Regions from separate parts of the Mus musculus genome. Here all the other regions are linked to region 5. A link is a contact called in public HiCAR-type, HiChIP or PLAC-seq and promoter capture Hi-C data. All regions are on one chromosome and are shown on one strand. Each heading gives the region's core, a stretch centred on a gene start, on an enhancer-like site or on the middle of the called end of the contact. The rest is flanking DNA. Distances are from core to core; before and after follow the strand shown. Region 1 has its middle 98 kb from the start of Tm4sf1. Region 2 holds the start of Commd2 (COMM domain containing 2). Region 3 overlaps Wwtr1 (WW domain containing transcription regulator 1). Region 4 holds the start of Rnf13 (ring finger protein 13). Region 5 holds the start of Nbea (neurobeachin). Region 6 holds the start of Wwtr1 (WW domain containing transcription regulator 1). Region 7 holds the start of Ccdc169 (coiled-coil domain containing 169).

Region 1 (2,700 bases), core at 18-2,517, 1.0 Mb after region 5:
TTTTTTTGTTGTTTTGTTTTTTTGTTTTGTTTGTTTGTTTGTTTGTTTTTGTTTTTGTTTTTGTTTTTGTTTTTGTTTTGTTTTGTTTTGTTTTGTTTTGAGACAGGGTTTCTCTGTATAGCTCTGGCTGCCCTGGAACTCACTTTGTAGACCAGACTGGCCCCGAACTCAGAAATCTGCCTGCCACTGCCTCCCAAGTGCTGGAATTAAAGGCATGCGCCACTACGCCTGGCTATTTGCTTCTTTTTGTTCTAGAGCTTTCAAGTGTGCAATCAAAATGCTAGTGTAAAAATTCTTTAATTTCTTTCTCTACTTTTTCCTTGATCAAGTTATCATTGAGTATACTGTTGTTCAGCTTCCATGTGTATGTGGGTTTTCTATTGTTATTGTTGCTACAGAAGTCTTAGTCCATGGTGATCTGATAGGCTTCTTGTATATTTATGGGCATGTCTTTCTTTAGGTTAGGGAAATTTTCTTCTATAATTTTGTTGAAGATATTTCCTGGCCTTTTGAGTTGAGAATCTTCTTTCTCTTCTATACCTATCATCCTTAGGTTTGGTCTTCTCATTGTGTTCTGGGTTACCTGGATGTTTTTGGTTAGAAGCTTTTTGCATTTTGCATTTTCTTTGACGGTTGTGTCAATGTTTTCTATGGTATCTTCTGCACCTGAGATTCTCTCTTCTATCTCTTTTATTCTGTTCGTGATGCTTGCATCTATGACTCCTGATCTCTTTCTTAGGTTTTCTATCTCCAGAGTTGTCTCCCTTTGTGGATTCTTTGTTGTTTCTACTTCCATTTTTAGATCCTGGATGATTTTATTCAATTTCTTCACCAATTTGGTTGTGTTTTCCTGTAATTCTTTAAGGGATTTTTGTGTTTCCTGTTTAAGGGCTTCTACCTGTTTACCTGTGTTCTCCTGTATTTCTTTAAGGGGGTTATTTATGTCCTTCTTAAAGTCCTCTATCAGCATCATGAAATTTGATTTTAAATCCAAATTTTGCTTTTCCAGTGTGTATGGGCATCCAGGACTTGCTGTGGTGGGAGAACTGGGTTCTGACGATGCCTAGTAGCTTTGGTTTCTGTTGGTAACATTCTTGTGCTTGCCTTTCTGGTTTATTGTGCTTTCCCATCTGATTATCTCTGGTGTTAGTTGGTCTTGCTGTTTCTGGCTAGAGCTTGTCCCTCCTGTGGGCCTGTAAGTCTGCATCAGCACTCCTGGGAGACCAGCTCTTTTGGTGGGACCTGTGTACCAAGGATTGTGGAACAGCTTTAGCTCCTGTTTGTAGACTGCAACCGGAAAAATCCTGTCCCAGCTGTTACACTGTTCCTGTGCCCTGTGTGCTCCTGGCCAGTCCTGCTTTGGACGGTTATTGGAGAGAAAATGGAGATCTCACCTCTGAGCCCAGGAGTGAGAGCTCTCCTGGGAGACCAGCTCTCTCCTGGAAGGCCCCGTGTACAGAGGACTGCGGAACAGCCTTAACTCTAGGTGCAGATGGCAACCAGAAGGATCCTGTCCCAGCTTCTCCCATGTTAGGGATGCAAAGTGAATAAATTATTGAAGAATAATAAATAAAATAAAATAAAATAAATAAAATTTTATTTTTTCTGGATTCAAGTGCTAAAGTCTTTAAGATAGGCCCACCAGAAGGGGATGAAATATCTACAAATATTTAGTTGTTATGTACTTTAATTTCAAATGTCTTAGAACCATTACAGTATGAAAAGTCAGAAATATAGAGATTCAATGTACAGCAGATTAATCTGTCAACAAATGAGAAGGTACCTCAGAAGAAACTGGAAGTGATACAAGTAAGGAGAGGAATTTCCTTCCCCTCCTGCAGATGAGATTGACCTAGAAAAAGACCTTGAATTTACTGCACAACTTCAGATATTAAATAGACAAGTAGAAAAGCTCTTGAGACAAAGGAGTTTATTCCCAAAACAAGAGAAAGGATATGGAGGAGGAAAAAGTTACTTCCTGAAACAAGAGGGAAGGTATAAAAGACAAAAACAAAAACAGTGTTTGGACAAGAGTTACACCAAGCTGAGCCCTTTCATTAAAAAAGAGATGTGTTTAATCATAGATCTTTGCTGCCACCTTGTGCCAGCATGGAGGAATTATTGCCTGGGTCTTAAAATAACACCTTAAGTGTTTTCAGTAACAAAGCATTAGATTCACGCAGATAGCATCCTCAAGGTTATGTTCAGATTGATTGGAAACCTATAGATGGGACAGATTTAAGGTGATTAAAAGATGCATTGTGAGACAGATAATAAACAATCGGGCTATGCAGAATAGAATTATACCACAGAGTGGAAGGATTTAATGACAGCTATATTAGAAGTTGGTCCTCAATTACAATGGCTTACATGGTGGAGAGAGGAATCAATGGCCACAGAACAATGTAATCAGGCTAAAGGAATATTTATAATAGGATCGTTTTTTAAGTGAAGGTCAATTTGCTGACTGACATATAGGTACAACTTGAGGATACCACTATAGCACAAGGGATTTTTTTTGTGCCTTTAAGGGCATAGGATAGAGTTGAGGACCAGGAAAAATGACTACATCTTTTGGTAAAATTATCACAAGTCCGGGAGGTGCTTACACTGACTTACTGCAAAGCTTAACTTCAGCAGTGCGAAGAACAATAGCAGATCCAGATATAAGAAAGGTGCTACTTGAATCTTTGGCTTTTG
Region 2 (2,700 bases), core at 183-2,682, 1.5 Mb after region 5:
TATCTTTGTCTAGTAAATGCTAAACCATTTCTACACACACAAGTACATTATATCCTCTAATTCTATTTAGAACATTCCTTAAAGACCCACCATTCTGAAATCCAAGTTACTAATATACAAAATAACCTTATTAAAATAGGAAAGAAATTAAGATGCCTAATTTTATTTAATATTTTTCCATCAAGCCAGATAATGACTGCTGATACATTTTTAAAAATGCAATATTTCATTCTCCCATCTCCTGACATACATGGGTGATGGCACATGATGCAGAAATAGAGACAATTATAATTTAAACCGGCAAGAGGAATTCATATTAGATAACGCCAATAGCACTGTTTTGGTATACTGCACAAATTCGATTATGAGTTAGAAATATTGTAATAGGCGCCAGTTTGAAAGGATCTGGGTGATACAATACAGCTCTCAGAAGTCTTACCATAAGCTTTGAGCTCTCGGTGAGGAGATACGTTAATCCTTCCACACCATGCTGGATAGTGTCACTACTCACGTTCAGTTTTCCTAAGGTGGTGGTGGTGGTGGTGGTGGTGGTGGTGGTGGTGGGGTGGTGAAGAAATAAACAGATTATCAATTTGTTTAAAAATAAACACATTCAATTGCTCTGTTTTCAAACTATACAATAAAAATGAGTTAAGCGGAGACTACTGTTCCTTCTTAACCCACTCCACTAACAGGGGCCTTGGCTATTTCCCTCCAAGTCAGCCTAACAAAACACAAACCTGTGAACAGACACACAAAGCCCCTTCAACCCAGGCAGAAGGAGAAGTCAGTAGAGATGTTCTTAATCTCAACCACCACCACCACCACCCCCCCCCCCCCAGCTTAGAAAAAAAGCAGTTTCTGGGTAGCAAATGTTTACTAAACACTTCGATGACAGTTCCACTTCTTCAGCATGCGGTATTTTATTAAGCACCAGAATATTTCTAAAAGGCAGGTGGCACTGTATTCATTTTAAATATGAAGATATTTGTTCCACACTAGTTATAAAAGCGCGCAGCTCCTTGCAGTGTGCGCCTTGACTGACTGCTCTGCGGGGTTTTAAGAGGAACAAGGAACAAGACCCTAGGACCTGCAAAGACTCCTGCGGAGAAAGAGAATGGATCGCACTCTCCAGCTCCACAGACAGAGCCCGTCCTCCCCCTTTCTTACTGGCGGCGCCTTCGTAGATCTTCGGGTTTGAGCCCCGTCGGAGGAACTCCACGGCGATCCTCCCGAACTCGGCGACCACTGCAACGGAAGTCAGCAGCAGGCTGTGAGTGCCGGGCTGTCCCCCGGGTTGTCCCCGCCGCAAGCACCCCGCAAGCACTAACTTACCTGCAGTGTCCACTTGCGGCAGGAAGGCCAAGTGCTCCTTGTGCTCCTCGGACAAATCCAGCAGCATTTTAGCGGCTCTTCAGACTTTGCCACCCGGCGCCGGCCCCGCCCTCACCACTTCCGACCTCTGTGCAGGCAAAAAGAAGTTCCGGCGGGCGTCGCGGTACAGCCCATGCTTTGGGTTCCGGTTGCTGGCAGTCCTAGGAGCACGGTATCGTCCGGTTCACTCTATAGGAGTGAAGGTAGGCAGTGAACGCTGGTTAAAAGAGTTGAAGGTACAAGTCTTCCACTCATTCATGAGCCATCCTGCAAAAGTGTAATATGTAGTGCTGGAGAGATGGTGGTTAAGTGGTTAAGATCTCTTGTTGCTCTTGCAGAAGAACCAGATTCGGTTCCAGTACTCACGTTCTCAACCATCACTAACTCTAGTTTTGGGTATATAACACTCATGTATATGTATATGTATGTGTATGTGTATATGTGTATATGTATATACATATACTCATGTATATGTATGTGTATGTGTATATGTATATATATGTGTATATATATGTATATATGTATACGTATATTACATGTATATATACATAAATATATATGTAGTGACTATTTTGTACACTCCACAAATACCTTGAAGAAACTACACTATGACTACACTATGAGCAGAGGTCTTTGCATTAATTTCTGAAGATACAGCCCCAACTAGGGTAGTTTTGAACAGTTTGTGTAGGACTTTGTGTTATCACAAGCCTTCATGATCCCTAAATAAGCCTGTGAACGTGTCCACTTAGGCAAGAAAGGGAGCACTTTCTTAGTACAAAAGGGAAGATGCTAACCAAACATACCTTTGTTTACATGTGAGGTTTGCTTCAAATGGTGCAAACACCATTTCTTCAGATTTAGAAGCTGGCTGCTCAGTTCATGAGCAGGTAGGGATAGACACACCCTACACTGTATCCCTTGCTGCTACAACTTTGGACTCAATAAAAGGCTTCTCTCTAGGGGTCTTTTCTTGCCCACTTCTGGAAGCAGATACAGTGCTATAGCAGCAATGATAAAAGCAGCCATGTGGCAGCAGCTGCGACAGCTGAGCATTCTGAACATCAAGCCATAGAAGTGACAGCACAGCCTGACTCTTGCCAGCAGAAGAGGGAGAGCTGAGAGGCGGGGAACGTAAAATAACCAGTTTCTTAGGAACTGAAGAGGGATAGAAGATGGTAAAGATTCAAACAGACTGGGTGGGTAAGATAGCTGAGTGGGTAAGATAGCTCAGTGGATAAAAGCTGCTTGCTGTGAAGCCTGAAGACAAGAGTTCAACCCCTGGAACCCTCACGGTAGAAGAGAAAACCAACACATATGAGTTGT
Region 3 (2,700 bases), core at 61-2,560, 1.3 Mb after region 5:
AGAAAAACACCAATTACAAGATTCTAGACAGACAATCACAAAGAATAGACAATGGACAGGCATTAGGATGTTCATCTAACCCCTATATTGCTGTTCTCTGGTCTTACATCCATCTCCAGGAACATCATTACTTCTGCAATTACTCCAGCTGACTTCCCTGCCATGCCATCAAGCCGTGTGTCAGGCGTTGGGCAGGTCTATCAGTGCTTTCACCAAGCCACACAATGCATGAGCATGACCACTGGAGAATATCGGGTCTTCGAGGAGTCAGGATATCACAAAACTCAAAGGCCTCGCAATGGCTCTTAAGCTACTAGTGAACTACAAGATCCCTCCAGTCACAGATTTGTGGCAGACAGAATGAAGAAATTTCTAGTTGTAATCAGGTAAGGTACTGGCTACTTCTCAGTTCTGTGGGCTATTTGCCAGTGGAATTCTCAAGAAGTAGTTAAGGATGCTGTTGAACCTGTCCTGAGCTTGGCATAACAGAAAGCAGTGATGCAATGCAGAGAAGAGGACTTTAAAATCACAAGAGTTCAAATCCCAGGTCAGTTACAATAGAGCTGTGAAATTTTAAACTAAATTCTTTTTTTAAATTATTTTTTTAATTTAAAGCTGGAGAGATGGCTCAGCAGTTAAGAGCACTGACTGCTCTTCCGAAGGTCCTGAGTTCAAATCCCAGCAACCACATGGTGGCTCACAATCATCTGTAATGAGATCTGACGCCCTCTTCTGGGGTGTCTGAACACAGCTATAGTGTACTTACATATAATAAATAAATAAATCTTTAAAAATTTTAATTTAAAAAATGCTATTTATTTATTTTTACATGTATGGGTTGGGGGGGTTGTTTGTTTGCCTGCAGGTATGTTTGTTCACCAAATGTGTGCAGTGCCTAAGCTATTCAAAAAAGAAGATGGGGGACCCCCTTGGAACTAGCATAAGAGCTGGTTTTAAACTACCATGTGAGTACTGAGGTCTGAACTCTGGGTCTTTGGACAAGCAGTCAGTGCTCTTAAACATCTCTGCAGCCCCTTGGACTAAATCCTTGACAGTTCATTTAAGATGCTTTATGAAGCATCTTGTTGGACATAGATCAAAGAACACAGTGAGACAAACAATAGAAGGTGTCATGGACGGCACAGAAAGATTTGCGAGGCAAAGAGACTTGACTAGACTTTGCAAAAAAAACATGTGAAGCCTGAACACAGGACTCCATTAACTTAGTTTACTGATGAGGAAACAGGGCCAGAGAGAGTTAAGTGGTTTTCCCAGAGCCCTGTAGCTAACAGCAGGTGGAGCCAGTGTCTAAATCCAGGCAGTTTGACCTCTGAGGCTATTCCGGTAATTTCCACAGACAGTACCAGGGAGAAGGCAGTGAGGACTGAAGTTGGCAGGCCTCAAATTCAAACCCTTTCACCTACTACTGGAGATGAAACTTGGGCAAGTTACTTCATTTCTCTGATCCTGTTTTCCCAGCTATAAAATGGAAATACCAACCCCATGACCTCATTCAGCTTGTTTAGAAGAGAACTTAACGAACCAGCCTATTCAACAGCACTGAGCACAGTTTTTCCTCCCCGAGCCGGGAGGAAGATGGGATTGGAAATGTTTTATGATCCTTTTCGATGTATATGGGTGGAGCTAGTATCCCGGGAATTCACACCACATTTAGCAAAGTTTTAAGGTTCGGTTTTAAAGGCCAGTCTCAGAAAGTTCTGAAAAGCTGCAGCCCTCCCTCCTCCTGCCCCCAACATTTCTTCACATACAAGCTGGGAATGGAAACCCTTTGTAAAACAGAGTCTTTGGAGTGAGTTACTGGTAATCTGTTAGCTCCCTTAAACAACAAAACCAAACGTCATTTATGGATTCAAAAGGCACCCTCCTAGGGCTGAGAAGCTGTGCGGTGGACGCAGAGGATAATGAAAGGCAGAGACAATTTGTGAGTTAAGAAGTTCTGGAAGCTTCCTCCCCTCTAGTTCCCCCACTGGCCTGCAGCTCTGTGGAATAAATCAACAGAAGAAGCTAGAAAGTAAAAGGCAATGGAGAGCGGGGCCTGGCTCCGAGTGAGTGTTTTTGGCTCGCAGGGCACCTCCCACCAGCCAGCTCCTGCCTCGGCTGGAATGTACTTCAAAGGGAGCTAACTGAATGATAATAACCTCTTCTGAGGGTGCTCAGCTTGATTTAAGTGTGTAGCCGGGATTCTACAAAAATGGAAGACCGAATTGTTTTAATTATGAAGGGTGGGGCGAGTAGAAACAAATGAAATGAAAGCGGTATTTTAAAATCCCACCGTTAAAGCGGCTATTTCAGTGCAGAGGTGCAGCTCACTCTTTCTTTCTCAAAGCCACGGAGACTGCAGAGGCAGACTGCCTGGGAAGAGGGGGGGTGGGGGGGGATCTGGTGTCAATCTCTTTTGTTGAAAGCCTGTACCAATCGATTCTAGAAATTCACTGCCACATTTCCTGGAGTGTCTCTTTGAAACACCTCGCACACACTCAGCTGCCAGACTGGCTCTAGAAAAGTGCAGATTCGAAACTCTGATACTTTGGAGGAAACATTTGTTGAGTCTGTAATTATTATCCAAAGCCTGTTATCGCCTAAGAATCACTTGAAGGAAGGAAAAATGTAGATATACTTCTGACTTAAACAAAAATGTAAAGTAGATTTTTTGAAATGGAATACTTCCTCATGCCTCTG
Region 4 (2,700 bases), core at 198-2,697, 1.6 Mb after region 5:
TATTTACCATGGATTACAGAGCAGACTGAATACAGAAGCAAAATGTTCTCTTCTTAAGAGTTTCTATTTAAGGAATTAGCAACTGGCTTTATTTTTTGTCCTTAAAAAAACTTTTATATTATGGAAGAAATCTAATTTAATATAGAAAACCATTTTGAGAGAATTTAATTAAAGATGCATCAAAAGATATAGCACCTCTCTGTATAGTACTCTAGCCTTCATAACAATATTCCCAATCTCGACCTTCATGACTTTGTCAAAGCACAGTTATATAGTTGTGAATGTCTTCTTCCCAATACATGAAAAATACATTAACTATACAATTATGGGCTATGCAGCTGAAAATGTTTTTGATGGTCCTTATTATTCTAATCTGATTCTTTTTTGTTCCCTCCCTTTTCTGTAACCCAGAGTCTAGTGCTTGCTAGGCAAGTGCTCTGGGTGCTGACTGTGAACTCAATCTTCAATCCCTTACATTTGTTTTCTTAAATTGCTTGAGTGGTATTTAGAGTAGATTCTAGTTTAAAAGGCACAAGAAAAAAGAATAGGAAATCTTTCTATTCTTGTTCCCCACCTACTTAGGGCTCCTGAAGCAAACGAGGCTATAAACAACTTACATTCCTGTAATAACTCCCCCCACAACCAAAATCCAAACATGTTAATTAAATATTTGATGCCAGTATGGGCCTCAAAGATGCTTTATTAGGGCCAGTTCGATTAGGGCATGTCAGAATCTTTGCATCAAACCGCATTAAAAACAAAAGGCAGTAGTTTAGGAGCTGTTAATGTTGATGGCCCAATAGGTCATTTCAATCCAAGAACTCTGCTTTTTCAGACTAGGGGGTGAAAAAGTATGAGAACTCAAGGGATGAGATTTTCGTTCCTCAAAAGGTGACATGGTTTTTGAAAGGCTGTTTTGAGGACTGAATCGCGTGGTTGGACTTTGGCTAGTCAAGCAGTGAGCTGATCAGCCCGGCTCCCTGCCAGGCCTCGTGGTTCTTGCATAAACCTCGGGCGGTTAGTTCTAACCCGACCTGGATTCCAGCGCAAGGCGTCACCCGGAGTTCCCCGCCCTCATCGGCCCTCTCCCGGGAGGGTGCAAGACACTTCGCGGCTCTTCGGCCTCGGATCGCTGCGGGCCACTCAGACACACAGCCTTCGCTAGGGCCTCACTCTGCAAGCCAATCATCTGCGGATCAGGCTGGGGCAGTCCAGGGTGGCTTCTCCACCGCACCCAGGGCTTCCAAAAGCCGTCCCTCCCTCATCTTCCCCGTTCCTAATAGGGATGATGTATCACGCGGTTCAGAACGACACTCAAAAACTGGGCAATTCTCCCAACCCAGCAGAGGCAGGCTGCGCGACTCCGCGAGAGGGGCGGGGCCGTGACGGGCAACATCACAGCCCAATAATATTTCTTTACCTCCGAGTATGGGCCAATGAGGCATGGGAGGCGGGACTTCCGCTTGCCCGCTGTTGTGGTCCCTTCTCCGACTTGCTTGGGTAGGGGCTCAGTGCGGATACTCAGTCATGAAGTCCGGGTAGCGACTTCTCTTGGGTGGCCGTGAGCCTAGGTTCCGGGGGCGGACTTCAGGTAAGAACCAGCGTGGCTCCGCAGCGGTAGGCGGGGGTTGTCGGGCCTGGCCGGGAGAACACACCCACTCCGGCCTGGGTGCGGTAGCCCGAGGTGGGGACGGTCGGGCTCCTCTGCTACGTGCAGTGACAGCACAGGCCCGTGCGGGAGAGGAGTCCTTAGCATCCCATCCTGCGGGCTGGTAGATCTGAAGTTGTCGGGCTATGGATTTTGCTTCCCACGGCCCCTTCCAGAGGTCCCCGTGGCCTGGAAAGATACTTGGAAGACTTCTCTAGTCCAGGACTTGCCTCTTAAGTCCTCGGCGAAAATACTCTCGGGCTGTTTTGTCTTTAAAAAGAAGAAGAAGAAAATCTCATCGCTTGCTTCCTTCCTTTTCTCACCCACTCCCCTTTCCTTCCGTAAAAGCTCAGCTCACAGGCTTGGACGTGACCTTGCTAGGGCCACATACTGCCTTTTTTTTTTTTTTTCCTACCCAATGTTGGAAGTCCGAACTTTTTTGCAAGGACGCTTATTGAATTGATCTGCCCCTGAGAGGGAAACAACTTTGCTGCATGTTCTCTGCTTGCTTATGGTCAATTGCCCTATTTTCTTCTAATCTGGCAGTAGTTAATTTCCATAACTCCCATTTTAATCTTCAATTTCAGCACCGTGGGCAGCTGCTATAGGCTGATGTCTGCCCCAAACCTGCCTGGATTATACTGTTTTCTACCAGTGATGCAGCAGTTCCAGTGGAAACTGCGTTCCTTTCAGCAGTGCCCAGAAGACAGCTGCACTTTCTGATACAATACAGTAAAGTGGCCGTGCCTCCCAAGAGCCAGTAGAGACAGGCTATTTAAAGATTTAGGGAAGAACTTTTGAGAGTTTAATTGGCCACAGGGTCATTGTTTATTTATTTGAGACATGGTCCTTACATGTAGCCCAGTCTGATCTCAGACTTCCATTCTTTTGCCTCAGCTTACTCAGTACTGGAATTACTAGCCATCAAGCCTTGTTTAAAGACAGTTTTTAATGGGTCAAAAAGAATTCATTTCAGAGGACTGTGGTCTTTAAATAGGAGTTGAGTGTGGAGGGCCACAGGGATTCATTAATAGACTTTTTTCTTCTTTTTA
Region 5 (2,700 bases), core at 95-2,594:
AACCAACCTGTAAGATCCGGTGCCCCCCTTACATTTTAACACCTTCTGCGCCCCACACCCGTAAAGGTAAGAGATCAGCATATCTGGAGAGATACTACAAAGAGGTGAAGATTGCCTAGAGATGGAGGTAGGGGTGAGTACAGGCACAACACGCTCCATCACTGCCACGGAATGTATTTAAAGACAGATGCAAAATCTGCATCATTCGTCGTCCTCCCTGGAAAACCCAGCACCCCAGCTGCTCAAGTTGGAACCAGTGCGCTTCTCCCATTTCAGGAGCACGGGAGGGGGTGGGGGCTGGGGCGCTTGGGGGGACTCGGGCTCTAGGGGCCGGGCTGTCACCCTCTCAGAGCCACAACACGGACAATTAAGAGATGGGGAGAAGAAACTCCCAAAGGACCTGAGGGCCGCTTCACACCTCCACTCACGGCCCAGGCCCTAAGGACCGACCACTCGTCGGAAGTGCCGGGTTGAGTTGGGCACCGCGCGGGTGACAGGAGGGAGGTGGCGCGGCCGTGGCTGCGCGCGGGCGGGCGGGCGGGCGGACGGACAGGAGGCTGAGGGACGCGGGGAGGCAGGGCGCGGACGCCCGGGGTTGGGAGGGGGGGCGCTTACCAGGTTGAGCACGGTCTCCACGATGTCCCTGTTGCTGACCTCGCCGACCTGTATGAGTCCGATCAGAACGGCGAATTTCATACGGATGTTGCGGATCGGCACCGAAGGGTTGATCATGCCCGCCGGCAGCACCACCGGGCCGGAGCCGGCCGCCCCCCGAGGCTCCCCCATGGCGCCTCCGCCGCCTGCACCGCCGCCGGCCCCGACGGCCAGGAGCGCGACGGGCTGCGGCTCGAGCCCCGGGCCCGGCTTGTCGCTCGCCATCCGCCCCGCTGCTGAGGAGCTGTGCAGCGCCGCCGCGCCGCCTCCGCCGGTTCCGTTATCCCCGCCGCGGCCCCCGCCCCCCGGCCGGCGCCTCGCAGCCCCAGCATCCACCAGCGCCGCGGCGCCGGGCCCGCTCCCGTCCGCGCCTCAGCCGGGCCCGGCAGCCGTGCGCGGCGCCTCGCCGACCGCCTCCGGGGACAGCCTCAAGGGTCGCTTCCGAGGTCTCCTCCCGGGCTTGCCGCAGCTGTCTCCCCAGCGAGCTCACGGTCCGCCTCAGCGCTCGCCTCACGGAGCTCCTCGCAGATCGCCTCGGCGCTCTCTGCACCGATCTCCCCGGCTCGCTACCGCCGGCCCGGCCCCCCGCGAGGATGCCGCCTCGTCTCGCACGGCCCTCCGCCCTCCGCCGGGGGCCAAAGCTCGGGCCGCTGCCACCGGCGCCGCTGTTGTTGTGAAGCCCCGACGCCGCCGCTCACTCCGCCATGTTGCCGCCCCCTGCCTGCGGTAGCGGCCACTGCGCCTGCGCGCAGCTTGGGGGGGGCGGAGTCCTCGCTGCACCCCCTCTTTCTCCCGGCGCTCCTCCTCCGCATCCCTCACCCCTCGTCCCTCCCCCACGCGCTGGGACCGGGCCGACAGGTGAGCAGGTGCGCGGGGAGGAGTCGCGAGGGGAAGGACAGGGCTCGCCCGTCCGCTCTCCTTCCCCCTCGGCCTCGCCGTGCGGGCCACGTGCGGTGAGTGGAGGGCCACCTGCTCCCGGCCGCCTTTGCCTCCTCCTGGTCCACCTTGGGTCCGCGGCCCCACCTCGCTGCGGGGGTCTGGAGACAGGCCCAATGTCGCCGGGCTCTTGCCACAGCCCGTGGAGAGGCTGACACCTGCTCACACGGGCGCGGCTTAAAATAGATGCTGTCAAACCGGGAGCCTCTCTGCCAAGCTAGTTCTTGAACTCGCCTCCCTGACTACCCTCATGAGGTGGTTGGGTAGGTGCAGCAAATCCCCTGCTAGAAATCCCCAAAGATCCTCAGGTATGATGCCAGTGGGTGGGTGATCTCCCTTTTCCATAGGCGTATGAGGTTCACAAGAATTGTATGAATTATCAAAATACATTGGAGGTCCTCACGACCAGCCTTAGTCCGTGAGAAAATTTCAATTGAAAACATTATAACACGCACATGGCAATATCTCTGATGGCACTGAGTTAAAACCACGTAAGTATGACTGGTGGTTTCTTCCTTGACATCAAGGATATAGTTTCTTTAATATTTCAAGTGGTCAGCCCTTTTCGATAAAGACATATTGCCAGTCACCAGAAACATTAGAAATCCTAAGGTGTATTCAAATCATTTAAATTGTCATCCCAAACAAAGAAATGGTCAGTATACAAATGAATCATAATGCATAATTTATTACTATTCATCTTCTTTGACTGGTAACTCCCATGATACAGGATCTTATAAACATTTCAAAAGTACCATAGGGCAAACTTTCTTAATACCTGTATTTTCAATTAGTTCTTGGTTATATGTTTATTAGTGGTACAAACTCCCACTGAATTGATTAATTTTTTAAAGTAGTTGCACAAAAGTACCTGAAAAAAGTGGTAAATTGGTATGTCTATTTAAACAAAATAGTAATGGAATTATAACATGCTTACATCATTAAAACTGCTTGAGGAATTTGCAGAGCCTTAAGACTTCAGAGTTTGGCAATTAAGAATTCCAGTGATACTAGATGGTTGTGGAGCAAGCCTTTAACCCCAGCACTAGGGAGGTAGAGGCAAGCAGATCTTTAAATTCCAGGACAGCCCTGTCTACAGATTTTAGTTCC
Region 6 (2,700 bases), core at 147-2,646, 1.4 Mb after region 5:
AGACCCAGATTTAGGCCAAAGTCGCTCAAAATTCCTTTCCCCAAGTTTAAGTTTTCCAATGGCCTGGATCTCTTAGGGCTTAAGCAGTTTCCACTTCATGAAACGTTCTCTGTTCTAGTCAAGTACAACTCCCAGAGATTCATCCCCTACTTTTTTATCTTAGCAGATCTCTGAAGCACCTTGGAAGAGTCAGTCTCTCAGTCTCTCTCTGTCTCTCTCTCTCTGTCTCTGTCTCTCTTTCACACACACACACACACACACACACACACACACACACACGCCACGAACACACGAGCGTCCAGGGCATCACAACTTTGCCCCTCTTGACTGCCGGCAGACTTACTTAAGGAAGTATCTCTGGCCAGTGGCCGTGAAGGTCATCTCCCACCCGGGGGGCAACGGCAGCTCGTCGGTCACGTCATAGGACTGCTGGCGGAGATGTGCATGCTGCTGTGCAGGGCCTCCAGCGGCTCCCGCACCGGTGCCCAGCTGCAGGGATGCGGGCGACGAGTGCGAGCGGACGTGCTGCGCGCCGCCAGCTAGTCGAGGCCCCGGGTGGCCGCCTGATGAGTCTGTGCTGGATTGGCGCGAGTGCGAGCCGGAATCGGGCTCCTTAAAGAAGGACTCCGGGAGGATCTTTTTCCGCCATGAGCTGGGCTTGGGGTTCATGACAGAGTTGAAGAGGGCTTCGAGGTCGGTGTCCAGGTCCTGCGTGACGTGGATGACTTGCTGCCCTGGCGGCGGGAGCGGATGGGGCACCGAGGACGGATTCATCTTTCTACAAGAAAAAAGAAAGATCAGATCAGCCTTTTGGTGCAAGTCAGAGGAGGAGGGGGTAGTCCCGGGGAAGGACAGAGAGAACCTAGAGACAGTTAGGTATGGGTCCAGGGACCAGCCGGTGGGGGAGGGGGCGCCCCTGGCCTCCGAGATTATGCAACTTTCCCGCAACAGAGAAGCTCCCCTGAGCAGGCAGCCGCGGGAGGAAGGGGGGGGGGGGTGCCTGCACCAGACCCAGTCGCAGCTTCCCCTGCCCAATACCCCCACCGGCAACCCCAGGCGTCCCGACTGCGGTCGTCTAAGAGCCGGACGCCACAGAGGGTGCGGGGCGCGGCGGGAGCTACCTGGGGACTCGGGGAAGCCAAGCCTGGGCGCCTCCCGAACTGACGAGCTGGAACCCGGTCCCGGCTGGCAGATCCCGAGCGGATTCCCAGCAGCCGAAGGCTTATCCTCTTACATCCCCGGAACCGGCCTCGGGCGCTCCCACTGCGCGAGGAGGCGACAGAGAAGACGTAGACGAGCGCAGCCGCCGCGGCTCCCGGACTGTCCCATAAACAAAGTTTGAAGCAAACTCCCACCCTTAGGAAAGAGGCGGGCCGAAAGTGGAGCTGTTGAATTATGCATGACCTCCTGGCCGGAGCCAGCCTGCCCCACGCCCCTCCTCTTCCTCCTCCTCCCACCCTAGCCCGGCTGGCGGGGGTGGGCTGGGCACTTCGCAGCTCGGGAGAGACCGTGCCCCCGCCCCGCCGCGCCGCTCCGACCTCTCCCGCCGAGCGCCTATCTGCATTCCTTTGAGTTTACCACTGACTTGGGGCGGGATCAAAGAGAAAATGGTTCAAGCCTGTTAAATCAAGGGGTTATGGACAAAAACCAAATCGGAGAATAACGGAGGGCCCTCGGTTGAGGGTCCAAGGCCCAGAATGAGTCTGTCCTGAGCGCTTGCCCTCGTCTTAAGGGGAGCGCCCAGCACCCGGAATGTGGCACGGGGCGCGGATCTGCCAGAGGTCGGACCGGGGCGCACCCTGGCTCAGGGAGACACCCGCGAGGCCAGACTTTCCACGGAAGGCTGCTTAACGCTTGTGACCATATTTGGTCTGCTGGGGAGACAACTTGGCTGTTTGGCTTTCAGTTGTCTGCGAGACGGTTTCCCAAAAAGTGCCGCTGTTGCTGAAGATGCGGCTTCACCGAGGAGTCGATTGTAAACTACCAACTTTCAAGCCTTTCATCAATCCTTAGAAGGCCGAGACAAAGCTGCGTTCTAGAAGGCCAAGCAATTGCGCCCCCTTCCCTCCTCCCGCGGCGTTTGCGAGGGTAGTGGGAGGATTGGAATGTCCCTGGGTCGCTCTAGGGAGCCTGGAACTGGAATGGAACAGGGGCAGGTGGCTAGGATAGAGAGGGTGTGCCAGTGACCCGGAAAAAGCCACACAGCCTCCCACCCGACTGGACATGGGCCAGAGGTGGAGACCCCAGCCTTTGGAGAGAGGAGGTCTGGCCTGGTAAGACAGCTGCCGGGAAGAGGGAGGAGGCCTTGCCCTTCCCACTGCCAGCTGCTCAACTATTCCTTCTCTCCAAGAAAGGGTGGCTGCTTTTTAAGTTACATTCCAGAAAGCCCCTACCCGACCCACAGATTCTAATAGACAAGTTTATTAGATAGGTTAAATGAGGCAATACACGCAAAGCACTTTGCTTAGCCAAGGCTGCATGGAAGTTTGTCAGCAGAATTGTATCAAATGCAGGCACTGTGCCTCACCATATTAAAGAGAGACATAAAAGTCAAAATTAAATCCACAGTTGACAGTGCTACAGGAAAATGAAGACAACTGTGACCTAACAGCAAGGTGAAGGGACAAATGCAAGCCACTCCATCATTTTTACTTTAAGACAGAAGAGAGAACAAAACTGTGGCTCAGCTGGAAAAGATCC
Region 7 (2,700 bases), core at 166-2,665, 1.0 Mb before region 5:
CTACTTGGTATCAGATGTCATGTCCAAGGTGCGTGCAGGACACCTGAAAGGGAAAGCCAGGGAGAAGAGATATTCCAGGGCTTTTAGACAACCCACAGACCCATTAGCTGTGAGGTTTACTCATGAGGGAAATAGCTTGCCTGGGAAACCTCATTTTGTCTGCATGCAGTGCCTGCTGAGACCAGAACAGAGAATTGGATGGTCCAACATCCATGAAGTACTGGAAACCAACCAGCATCCTTATCAAGAGCTGTGTGAGAAATACAAACAAAATGTACTCTTTCTTTTTTCTTTTTTTAAAAGATTATTTATTTACTTTATATATATTATATGAGTATACTGTAGATGTCTTCAGACACACCAGAAGAGGGCATCAGATCACACTGCAAATAGTTGTGAGCCACCATGTGGTTGCTGGGAATTGAACTCAGGACCTTTGGAAAAGCAGTTGGTGCCCTTAACCACGGAGCCATCTCTCCAGCCCCATTCTTTTCTATTAAAGAAATAAGACAGATTTCCTCTTAGAAAAATGGTAAACCACTTGGCAGAAATCTGAACTCCTGTGGGTCAGTATTTCTTGAAGTCAAAATATGTGTTGACAGTTGTCGTGTCCGGTTGTCATTTGCTTATCAGTTGTGCCCTATCCATTAGTGTTAGCATGTGAGGCCCAGCACTGACCACTCAAAATGAGGCACAGGGCCCTTTTGTGGTAGGAATGAAAACCCCGTGGAACCGTCACTGACTGTGCTTGCCTACCGATACGACAGGCTACATTCCCTTCTGAAGAAGTGAAACATTCTACCTTGTTGATTGTGTTGTGGTTGTCTTGGGACCCCCACACCACACTGGTGTCTAACAGCTCAAGTGCTCATCTCTGCTGCCCCATCTCTCCAGCTCCCCTGACCAGTTCTTAACAGTTGTCTGGATTCATGAATTTTTATGGGGACAACTCATACACACGGGCAGAGCCTATCACCTGCCTGGTAAAATATGAGAAGGGAGAGTTTTAAAACCGAGACGTCTCAAGAGTAGGATGCAAATTGTGATAAGCAGGTCAGTGCACAGAGCTGCCCAAACTCCAAGGCAGAGAATTTCTTGGCCCGAAAGTTCACAATCGTCAAAGTTCAGAATATCTTTTCAGAGTCTAACCTACTGAACTAAAGCAAATGAAGGCACTCTTAATCCAGCAACCCTAGGGGGTCAGAAGAAGTTGGATGTTCTGACAACCCACTGGCTCAGAACCCTGACCTTGCACAGGGGCTATTCACAGAGATGATACAGAAAAGGGGCATACCCGCTCCGAGACAGTTTCCCACCTAGCTCCTAAGAGGGCCTGTAGACATGAGCAACACCCTATGACGTCATGCCACGGCTCCTGGCAACGCCTTTTCCTTTAGGGTTCCTAGGTGTGCCCAGGTCTTAAGCTCTAGGTGGTACACAGGGGAAGGTCGCGCGGGAGGTCTTGCAATGGGAGAGGGCCACGGAGACACTTTCGAGGGGGTGAGCACAGACCGCCTGAAGCTGGAGCTGCTGGAGGAAATCCACATGAAGTGAGTGGGCCCTGTAGGCTCTAGCTCTCTGCTAGGCCTCCCACGATCTGAAGGGCAGGAACTCTGATGGCGGAAGGAGGCCCCTTTGTGTCGGAAGTAATGCAGGCTCATTAAGCTTTCACTCAAAGTGATGTTTATGAAGGGTTCTTTATGTGTGTGTGTGTGGGGGGGGGAGAGGTCAGTGTGCGGAAGAGGTTGGGGTGTAGGGTGGTGTGCAACAGATAAGAGCAGTGCCCATGGTGTCCAAACGGGGGCGTCAGATCCCCTGGAATTGGAGTTACCAGCACTTGTGAGCCTCCCAGTGGGTGCCGGGAACTAAGCCCCCCTCCCCCTGTCCTCTGTGGTCCTCGCTGAGTCATCTGTACAGACCTCATTTACCATTTTGCTTAATGGAGGCCAAGGGAATACAAGAGTTGTCGTGCTTTTGTAGATAAAATGGAGAAGTGGCTGCTATTCTGAAGAAAATATGTGATTGGTTTTGACGGTCCTGCGAAGTCCATGTTTTTCTGTTCATTTTGAAGAACTTCAGAAACCTGGACATTTTTGTAAACGAGCTCTGGGACCCTCTATGATTTTTGAGGGAGGGTAGGATGGAGGTGTGGAAGTGTGGGCTTGTGACACTGGGTCAGAGTTCTGCCGGTGAGCTGCATCCTGTGTCTTAAATGTTTGGGGGGGGGGGGAGTTAGTTTTATCCTGGCTTGGTGACAAACTTGTAAACCCAGGGACTCAGAGTAAGAGTGTGGGGCTGGAGGGCAGTTAGGGTACATAGGACATAGGACACTGTTTCAAGATGAGACGTGGGCTGAGGATGCCCGAATAGCATAGCATACGCAAGGCCCTGGATTCAGTTCTTAGTATGGGCAAAAATAATACAGTATTTTATGTTAGGACCTTGAATATTCTGAGAGTTTTGATTTTGTTGTTTGTTTGAGATAGGGCTTCTCTGCGTAGCCCTGGCTATCCTGGGACTCACTTTGTAGACAGGCTGGACTCAGATGCAGAGATCTGCCTGCCTCTGCTTCCTGAGTGCTGGGATTAAAGGTGTGCGCCACCATGCCTGTCTTTATTGTGAGTGTTTTGAGTAGCTATCCAGGGCCCCATTCACGGGCCTCATGAACATCAGCCCCCCTCCCAAACCCTGACCCCTCCC

What was found. Promoter capture Hi-C pulls out the DNA fragments that hold promoters and counts their contacts. HiCAR-type assays count read pairs that join an accessible place to other places. HiChIP or PLAC-seq counts read pairs in DNA pulled down with a chosen protein or histone mark.
Region 1: a contact with region 5 is called in a promoter capture Hi-C map of hippocampal neurons, with 14 times the contacts expected there. The contact joins the enhancer-like site here to the promoter of Nbea in region 5. A contact is called at or near these places in 13 of 39 promoter capture datasets (the 3T3-L1 cell line, the HPC-7 cell line, the SN4741 cell line and 9 more), 8 of 484 Hi-C or Micro-C datasets (adipose-derived mesenchymal stem cells, cerebellar granule neurons, cerebellum and 4 more), 10 of 115 datasets of contacts at active chromatin or transcription factors (SST interneurons, astrocytes, differentiating embryonic stem cells and 6 more) and 1 of 9 other capture datasets (embryonic stem cells).
Region 2: a promoter capture Hi-C map of hippocampal neurons shows a contact between it and region 5, with 4 times the contacts expected there. The contact joins the promoter of Commd2 here to the promoter of Nbea in region 5. A contact is called at or near these places in 6 of 39 promoter capture datasets (the 3T3-L1 cell line, the SN4741 cell line, cranial neural crest and 2 more) and 2 of 115 datasets of contacts at active chromatin or transcription factors (astrocytes and pancreatic cancer cells).
Region 3: an H3K4me3 HiChIP or PLAC-seq map of stem cell-derived neural progenitor cells shows a contact between it and region 5, with 8 times the contacts expected there. The contact joins the enhancer-like site here to the promoter of Nbea in region 5. A contact is called at or near these places in 5 of 39 promoter capture datasets (the 3T3-L1 cell line, hippocampal neurons, liver and 1 more) and 4 of 115 datasets of contacts at active chromatin or transcription factors (astrocytes, embryonic limb bud, forebrain and 1 more).
Region 4: a contact with region 5 is called in a promoter capture Hi-C map of hippocampal neurons, with 2.7 times the contacts expected there. The contact joins the promoter of Rnf13 here to the promoter of Nbea in region 5. A contact is called at or near these places in 1 of 39 promoter capture datasets (hippocampal neurons) and 3 of 115 datasets of contacts at active chromatin or transcription factors (astrocytes, embryonic stem cells and microglia).
Region 6: a contact with region 5 is called in a HiCAR-type map of astrocytes, with 4 times the contacts expected there. The contact joins the promoter of Wwtr1 here to the promoter of Nbea in region 5. A contact is called at or near these places in 2 of 39 promoter capture datasets (cranial neural crest and hippocampal neurons) and 3 of 115 datasets of contacts at active chromatin or transcription factors (astrocytes, embryonic stem cells and pancreatic cancer cells).
Region 7: a promoter capture Hi-C map of stem cell-derived epiblast-like cells shows a contact between it and region 5, with 2.6 times the contacts expected there. The contact joins the promoter of Ccdc169 here to the promoter of Nbea in region 5.

The regions. Positions count from the first base shown.
Region 1 is chr3:57,202,189-57,204,888 of GRCm38.p6, forward strand. No RefSeq gene overlaps it. Among named protein-coding and RNA genes, the nearest start is that of Tm4sf1, 98 kb to the right of the region's middle. Within about 2 kb of position 1,268, at least 9 of the 459 cell types and tissues checked have an H3K27ac peak or open chromatin away from gene starts, as enhancers often do.
Region 2 is chr3:57,650,252-57,652,951 of GRCm38.p6, forward strand. It overlaps Commd2 (COMM domain containing 2), which reads right to left and starts at 1,433. Exons shown (of 5, transcript NM_175095.4): 1 at 1,336-1,433; 2 at 1,171-1,248; 3 at 440-522. The coding sequence starts at 1,402.
Region 3 is chr3:57,469,096-57,471,795 of GRCm38.p6, forward strand. All of the region lies in intron 4 of Wwtr1 (WW domain containing transcription regulator 1), which reads right to left. Among named protein-coding and RNA genes, the nearest start is that of Tm4sf4, 45 kb to the left of the region's middle. Within about 2 kb of position 1,311, at least 141 of the 459 cell types and tissues checked have an H3K27ac peak or open chromatin away from gene starts, as enhancers often do. A contact at or near this core is called in astrocytes, forebrain, hippocampal neurons and 2 more, where this site is marked.
Region 4 is chr3:57,734,610-57,737,309 of GRCm38.p6, forward strand. It overlaps Rnf13 (ring finger protein 13), which reads left to right and starts at 1,448. Exons shown (of 10, transcript NM_001113413.3): 1 at 1,448-1,591.
Region 5 is chr3:56,182,357-56,185,056 of GRCm38.p6, forward strand. It overlaps Nbea (neurobeachin), which reads right to left and starts at 1,345. Exons shown (of 58, transcript NM_030595.1): 1 at 616-1,345. The coding sequence starts at 879.
Region 6 is chr3:57,574,480-57,577,179 of GRCm38.p6, forward strand. It overlaps Wwtr1 (WW domain containing transcription regulator 1), which reads right to left and starts at 1,397. Exons shown (of 7, transcript NM_133784.3): 1 at 1,122-1,397; 2 at 344-778. The coding sequence starts at 774.
Region 7 is chr3:55,138,623-55,141,322 of GRCm38.p6, forward strand. Ccdc169 (coiled-coil domain containing 169) reads left to right here and starts at 1,416. Exons shown (of 8, transcript NM_177203.3): 1 at 1,416-1,550. The coding sequence starts at 1,468.